Linked DNA regions of Drosophila melanogaster: region 1 is linked to region 2. The links are chromatin contacts, called in public Hi-C maps. All regions are on one chromosome and are shown on one strand. The core of a region is the stretch at or near the end of the contact, and the rest is flanking DNA. Distances in the headings are between cores, read along the strand shown. Region 1 holds the start of lncRNA:CR44985 (long non-coding RNA:CR44985). Region 2 holds the start of Cyp28d2 (Cytochrome P450 28d2).

What was found. A called contact is a pair of places that touch in the nucleus more often than the background predicts.
Region 1: a Hi-C map of the S2 cell line shows a contact between it and region 2, with 5 times the contacts expected there. A contact is called at or near these places in 10 of 107 Hi-C or Micro-C datasets (the D17-c3 cell line, the Kc167 cell line, the S2 cell line and 1 more).

The regions. Positions count from the first base shown.
Region 1 is chr2L:5,324,288-5,327,916 of dm6, forward strand. It overlaps lncRNA:CR44985 (long non-coding RNA:CR44985), which reads left to right and starts at 2,217. Exons shown (of 2, transcript NR_124085.1): 1 at 2,217-2,361; 2 at 2,424-2,545. It overlaps Ncoa6 (Nuclear receptor coactivator 6), which reads right to left and starts at 2,396. Exons shown (of 6, transcript NM_001258955.2): 1 at 1,665-2,396; 2 at 439-622; 3 at 1-376. The coding sequence starts at 1,679. It overlaps cype (cyclope), which reads left to right and starts at 2,940. Exons shown (of 3, transcript NM_001258957.2): 1 at 2,940-2,999; 2 at 3,216-3,389; 3 at 3,457-3,629. The coding sequence starts at 3,220. The coding sequence ends at 3,520.
Region 2 is chr2L:5,205,824-5,209,185 of dm6, forward strand. It overlaps Cyp28d2 (Cytochrome P450 28d2), which reads left to right and starts at 1,444. Exons shown (of 6, transcript NM_135067.3): 1 at 1,444-1,678; 2 at 1,835-1,973; 3 at 2,035-2,142; 4 at 2,200-2,827; 5 at 2,898-3,170; 6 at 3,233-3,362. The coding sequence starts at 1,485. Msp300 (Muscle-specific protein 300 kDa) reads left to right here. Exons shown (of 28, transcript NM_001201767.2): 28 at 1-1,179. It also overlaps sncRNA:158.

The DNA.
Region 1 (3,629 bases), core at 967-3,466, 120 kb after region 2:
ATGCTCTCGAAGGGAAAGTCGCGCGTGGCGGACGGTGATGGCAGCAGCAACGGCACCTTGCCCTCCATGGGACATACAGTATTGGGGGATTTAAAGACGGCGGGTGTCACGGCCACCTGCTGCTGCTGCTGTTGTTGCTGCTGCTGCTGCGTGGTGTGGAGGGGCATCTTCTGAAGTCCCAGGCCCGCCGCCGCTGCTCTTCTTTGCTGGAGTGAGATTGCATCGTTTTGGGGCTGTTGCAGGATTCGCTGCTGCTGCTGTTGCATAAAGGCGGATGCCGCCTTGCTCGTACTGGGGCCATCGAATCCCGTGGCCAGCAGACCACTCTTGTTGCCGGAAAGCGAGCCAGCCGCCTCAAGTGTCTCGTTTACATTATCTGCGGGTAGGGATTACTCAGGTTAATTGCTCGTTTAGTGGACATTTGTTGCCATTACTCACCCTTGGTTATCTTAATATCTTGTCCACCAACTTTCAAATTTATCACAGAATCGCCCTCGAATTGCACTGACTGAATGTTGAGGGCGCGCAGCTCCGGATTTCCATCGTTGGCCAGCTGGCGCAGCCGTTGTGCTGCGTCCCAGGGTAGCGAGACCAATATCCGCACCAGTGACGGTTCAAGCTGCTGCAAAGTGGCACACATGTGAGACATTTTGCAAATTTACAACATTTAATTAACATTTAAGGAGCCGTATAGGAAGAGAAAGAAGAAGAGGGATAGTGAAATTGCTGGCGATGGCCACTATTTTGTTATCGATATCTATGCAGCGAGAGTTTGCAGCCCTGGTTTACGACACGCAAACATAGAAACGCCTAATTTATGGCCAAACACAATTCCAAACCTTAATTATTTAACTTATAATTTACCTTCACTAGATCTGCCATACTTGAATCTAATTATTTTTATATATTGCATATGTTATTTGCATTTCTCGTTTTGTTTTTGACCCTGCGGTCTCTGGCGCTAGAGCAGGATGGCCATAGGGCACTCGTTGGAAATTCCAACAACAATTTGTTTCGACAACAGTCCCCAAAGATAATGCGCTTGAATTGAGTAACCCAAAAGACAATTCAGCTGACTGCATTTTCCACGCGCGGCATGCCAAAAGGGGGCGGAGCGGGTCGGGGCAGCTGGTGCCCACAGGTTGCATTTTCTCATGCGTGCGTGCGTTTTCCTTTTCTCTCTGCGGGACGTGTTATCGATACCCCGACGTCGTCGCCATTTTTCTTCTTGGCCTCTTGGAAGGCGGTGCGCCGGTGTGCGTGCTTGCTCGTGTACGTGTGCTGGTTGGGCAAGTGTGTGTGTGTGGCAGAGGGAAAAGGTAACCAAAATACTTGCTTGGCACTAAGGCGGGGGGTAAAAAGGGGGCGGGCTGATTAATAAAATAAAAAAGGGGGAACCGAAAAAGAGAGATGAAAAAATAAACACGGGAAATGCGAGATTCTATACACTCGAAGCCAACCAATTAGTTCACCCTTTTCGCCGCCTATTGTTTTTGTTTTTATACCCGTCTCTGAGTGCGTGGGTGACGCAAGTGTAAAATGAGCAAAAGCGATGGCAAAAACAGACAAGAAAAGGGGGGAAAAAGAAGCCCACTTGAAGTGCAATAATCGCAAATCAGCTGTTCCGTTGCGCTCCACCAAAAAGCGAAACACGATAAACTCACCTGTTTAAGTGGCATATCATCACACGACAATCGCACGCGTCGTAGGTTTAATTGTTAGAACGCTGCTCAATTCTCGCATTTAGCTTTCGATTGACCGCCGTGGCGTCCTTTGGATTGAAATTGTTGGACCAATTGCATTATAGGCTTGACACTCGATGGCTTCGGTTTATTGTCTTTCGATGTAATCCGCACTCAGTTTTTAACCTCTGCGACTTGGGTTTTTGGGCATTTTCCACTATTATTTTTTTCTCTTCTCCCCTTTTGCTTTTTACTTTTTTTTTTAGTAGTAGCCTCACCAACACACACACTCACATGCACTGCAACACACACACTCACACACACACACGTGCGGGGCGCGGATACGGATTTTCCTGCGTCACTTTTCAAGCGCTTTTCCTGCTGGAAATCTTGCGTGCCCGCTTTTCAATTGTTGTTTAGGGCAAACTGAATACGTTTGGGCCCCCACTGTTCTCCATTTCACAATCGCTGGCCAAATAGTAATGCCTGTTTAGCGGAACTCGAAAATTTTCACGCATTCGGGCAGCCGATTTTCGGGGGCTTAATTTCACACGGTTCGATTGCGTGCGGGCACTTGATAAACGCACTGATTGCTGTCGAAAGATTCGCGCTTGTTTTTCAACCATCAATTGGCGTTGCAACGATGCGTTTATCCTGTTTATTTTGTACAAAAAACTTCGTAATTATTAAATTTCCACGAACAATAACAAGCACACAGTGGTAGCCATTTTTATTTTCCAGCCGGTGTTGCCAGACGTCCGCGGCCCGAAATTCCCTAAATTTCCCGACATATTTGTGGTTACCAGGGCTGCGAAGTAGCCTGTATTGGAAATTTGGCTCGAGCAGAGTTGTCAATTGTTTGGAAATTGTAATTTTATTTAATTAGTGCTAATAAATTTATAAATAAATTGTATTGCTATATTGTCTTTTATTTTTAAACATGTTTAGCAATCATAAATATAATGGTAACATAATTTGAACATGTTCAATATATAAATTTCATTCACAAATATTTTTCCTGCTTTAAACTATTGATTTTAGCTGGCCTCATAGCTTCCAGATGAAAAATTTGAAAAGTTATTACTTAACACACTTTTCTCTTAATTCTGCGTATTTAGCCTCAAAATCATTTTATTATTAAATGAAATGATTCTGTCAAATTGTCTAGGAGTGCTTTTTAATATATATTTTTATTATTTATTTTCCAAAGATCAATCGATAATTTCGCGAATGCTGCCACCTTCTTCGAATAAACGATAGTATTGAATAGAATTTGTTTTAGGTTCCATCTCTATCTCAGATTCTGAATTTGCAAATGTGAGTACATAACAAGGTTTTTCTTTAAAAAACACGGTTCAAGGGGTTTTGGAACTTAAAAAAAGTAATTAAATATCATACCAGTTGGCCATATCAACTCCATAAATTTCTGGGGAGAATTCATTAGTTGCTATGCGTTTAATGGCAGCTGCCTTTGAGCACCTTACGTAACTACCGAGCAATATAATTGATTTTTGTGATTTTCATTCTTTTCAGCGACATGGCCAACACTCCAGCCACCTCCTCTGCCGGACCCGTGCTCCGTGGCCTCCACAATGCCACCATCAAGCGCAACCTGGCCGTTTCCCTGGGCCTGACCGCCGTGGTGACCATCGCCTACAAAATTCTGGTCAACGATCCCAAGAAGGCCGCCTACGCCGACTTCTACTCGTAAATATAGCTTAACTATGCCACATGAATGTCATCATCTGATCTGTTTTATCCATTATCCCTGCAGGAAGTACGATGCCAACAAGTCCTTCGAGCGCATGAAGGCCGCCGGTCGTTTCCAGTCCTGCTAGGCTATGTTATCCCAAAACACAAGTAGTCTAAGTCAAATGATGTTGTAGAACAAGAGTTGCGCTTCTGTATTGAAAACTAAATAGATTTCAGTCTACGTACGTGCACGAA
Region 2 (3,362 bases), core at 194-2,693:
ACCCACGTATATGATCCCAAAAAAACTATAGAGAACCCAAACATTTTGTATATAAAAATATCTAAGCTAAAACGAAATCAAAATACGCACACGAACATTTTACTCATCAACGCACGTTTTCGCATTTAGAGAGATCCTGGGCAGCAGAAAATTGCGATTAGCATCCTGCCAATTTCGTGGAACATTTTCGCAGGATATGATCTCAAGTTCCTGCTGCCAGCGATGGGCTAGAAAGGCAAACGAAATCCCAAGACAAAATCATGACCCACATAGACCAATCGCCTGGAGATCCTCATGGCAACCAATGTTCCTAGTTTCCAGCGCGTCCTTCTCCCAAACTCAGGGCTATGCTGTCAACAGTGGGCATTGACCTCCATTTGGACTCCGGCTTCTAAAGAGACCCCGTGTCAAGAAGGATCACTCTACCCAAGGCCAAGATCTCTCCCACGGCCAAGGGTTAGATGGGATAGCAGCCAGTGCGCCAGCCACAGGTCACTGGGCTCGAAATCAATCCTTAAACTCCATCCCGACACTGGGGCCTAGACATTTCAAGCATTCCTGATACTCATTTCCAAATTACCAATAGACATTGACCATCGAAGCCAGCTCTCAAAGAAAAGAAAATGGAAAACGTGCGTGCCACGAGCATTGAACAAAACGAAGCAAGTGTCCTATGCCGGTGCTAAACCAACCTACAAATTTTCTGTATAAAGAAAAAATGTAAAATGCGTATACAAAAAACAAAAATATTATGAATTCATAAAAGAAGAGATTAATTCTTTGAAAAAAAAAAATCGTAAAAATGCAATATGCATATTGACAAGTGACGTAAGTCCATCCAGTAAAAGATACCTATTTTGTTGTTAATATTTTTTGATAATCCTAATTATATTTGCCTTATACTTATCCAACTTGTTTATTACAACTATTTTCTATTATTTAATGCTTGGCCAATTATTATTGAGAAAATACATACATTTATTTATTAGGCCTATGAACGATTTACTATGTATAAAATTAAGTTTGATTTAAATGTTAAATTTGTGTACTTTGCTGCTTCTATCTGGTTATGAAATAATTAGCCGTTATCGAGTTAATATAATTTATGTAGCATTTTAAGATTTCCTTTCTTGTGAACAACTGTACCTTTATATGCATTATGATTATTAAAAAAAAAAAAAACAAATAAAAAATAAAACACATTGTTTTTTTTATACCTTTGAATTTATGTCTGCAGCTCTATTGACATAACTATATACGTTTTGGTTTTACAGGTTTCATGCTTATCGATATTTTATTACCTATCTTGTTTAATTGACTTTTGATCGAGCGCTACGAGATTAATGCAATCAGACTAAAAAAAAACAAACAAATTTTAAAAGAGGAAATTTATTAAAATACGATTAGATTGCTTCCAGCGCGTGTCTATTTTTTTGGCATAAATATAGGCCCCTGCGTTAATCTGTAGCCCATAAGCTTCCAACATGTGCCCAGTAACTACATTTCTTGTCCTCGTGCTGACCCTGTTGGTTCTGGTCTACGTGTTTCTGACATGGAACTTCAACTATTGGAGAAAACGTGGCATCAAGACGGCTCCCACATGGCCATTTGTTGGAAGTTTTCCCAGCATTTTCACAAGAAAGCGAAATATTGCCTACGATATTGATGATATCTATGAGTATGTATACAATATGAGTGAGAAGGGCAAGCTATAGTTATGTTGTATAATAGTGGAGTCAAAGCGCAGTTTATACTTAATGGGTGTAAAAATCAGAACAGTCTTCTCTAGAGCTAATATAAGTTACTTTTTGATGTGAACTTTTTGTTTTTGCAGAAAGTATAAAGACACGGACAATATGGTGGGCGTTTTTACCACCCGAGTGCCCCAATTGCTGGTCATGTGTCCGGAATATATACACAAGATCTATGCAACCGATTTCCGTAGCTTTCATAACAATGAATGGCGTAATTTTGTAAGTACTCGTAAGTTTAGTAAATAATGGATAATCCATTACTGAATTACAATGTTCATAGGTGAACAAAAAGACGGACATGATATTGGGCAACAATCCGTTCGTGTTAACTGGCGACGAGTGGAAGGAAAGAAGGTCGGAGATCATGCCAGCACTGTCCCCCAATCGAGTAAGGAACCACATTAACCATCTATCCAATCAAAATTCTATCTTTGAATTCCGTAAGGTCAAGGCCGTTTATCCAGTATCGCAGAGCGTATGCAAAAAGTTCGTGGAATATATCAGGCGACAGCAGCAGATGGCCACCTCCGAGGGATTGGACGCCATGGATCTGTCTCTTTGCTACACCACCGAAGTAGTTTCCGACTGCGGACTGGGAGTATCGGCCCAGAGTTTCACGGACACTCCCACGCCGCTGTTGAAAATGATAAAGCGTGTGTTCAATACCTCCTTTGAGTTCATCTTCTACAGCGTTGTTACCAACCTGTGGCAAAAGGTGCGCAAGTTCTACAGCGTACCGTTCTTCAACAAGGAAACGGAAGTGTTCTTCCTGGACATCATCCGGCGATGCATTACTTTGAGACTGGAAAAACCAGAGCAACAGCGCGACGATTTCCTCAACTATATGCTGCAGTTGCAGGAGAAGAAGGGCCTGCACACGGATAACATCCTGATAAATACGATGACCTTCATTCTAGACGGATTCGAGACTACGGCTCTAGTTCTAGCGCATATTATGCTGATGCTGGGACGTAATCCGGAGGAGCAAGATAAGGTCCGCAAGGAAATTGGCAGTGCGGATCTGACCTTTGATCAAATGTCCGAGCTTCCGCATCTGGACGCCTGCATATATGGTGGGAAATTCTATCTTGATCTCTTGATATTCAGTTTCTTTAACTACATTATAAAATTTTATAATTTTAGAAACTTTGCGTTTGTTTTCACCGCAAGTTGCAGCACGTAAGCTGGTCACCGAACCCTTTGAGTTTGCGAACAAGAACGGACGCACTGTGCACTTGAAACCCGGAGATGTGGTTACTATACCGGTAAAAGCTCTGCACCACGATCCGCAGTATTATGAGGATCCTTTGACATTCAAGCCGGAACGTTTCCTTGAGAGCAATGGAGGTGGTATGAAAAGTTACAGAGACAGGGGTGTTTACCTAGCTTTTGGCGATGGACCTCGTCACTGTCCAGGTTGGTGTTATAAAAATTTATCTGAAAATCACATACTACAATAAGTCGATCTCTACATTTAGGAATGCGATTTGCGCTGACTCAACTTAAAGCAGCTCTGGTGGAAATCTTGAGGAACTTTGAAATCAAGGTTAATCCTAAAACCCGCTCGGACAATCAGATAGATGATACTTTCTTCATGGCCACCTTGAA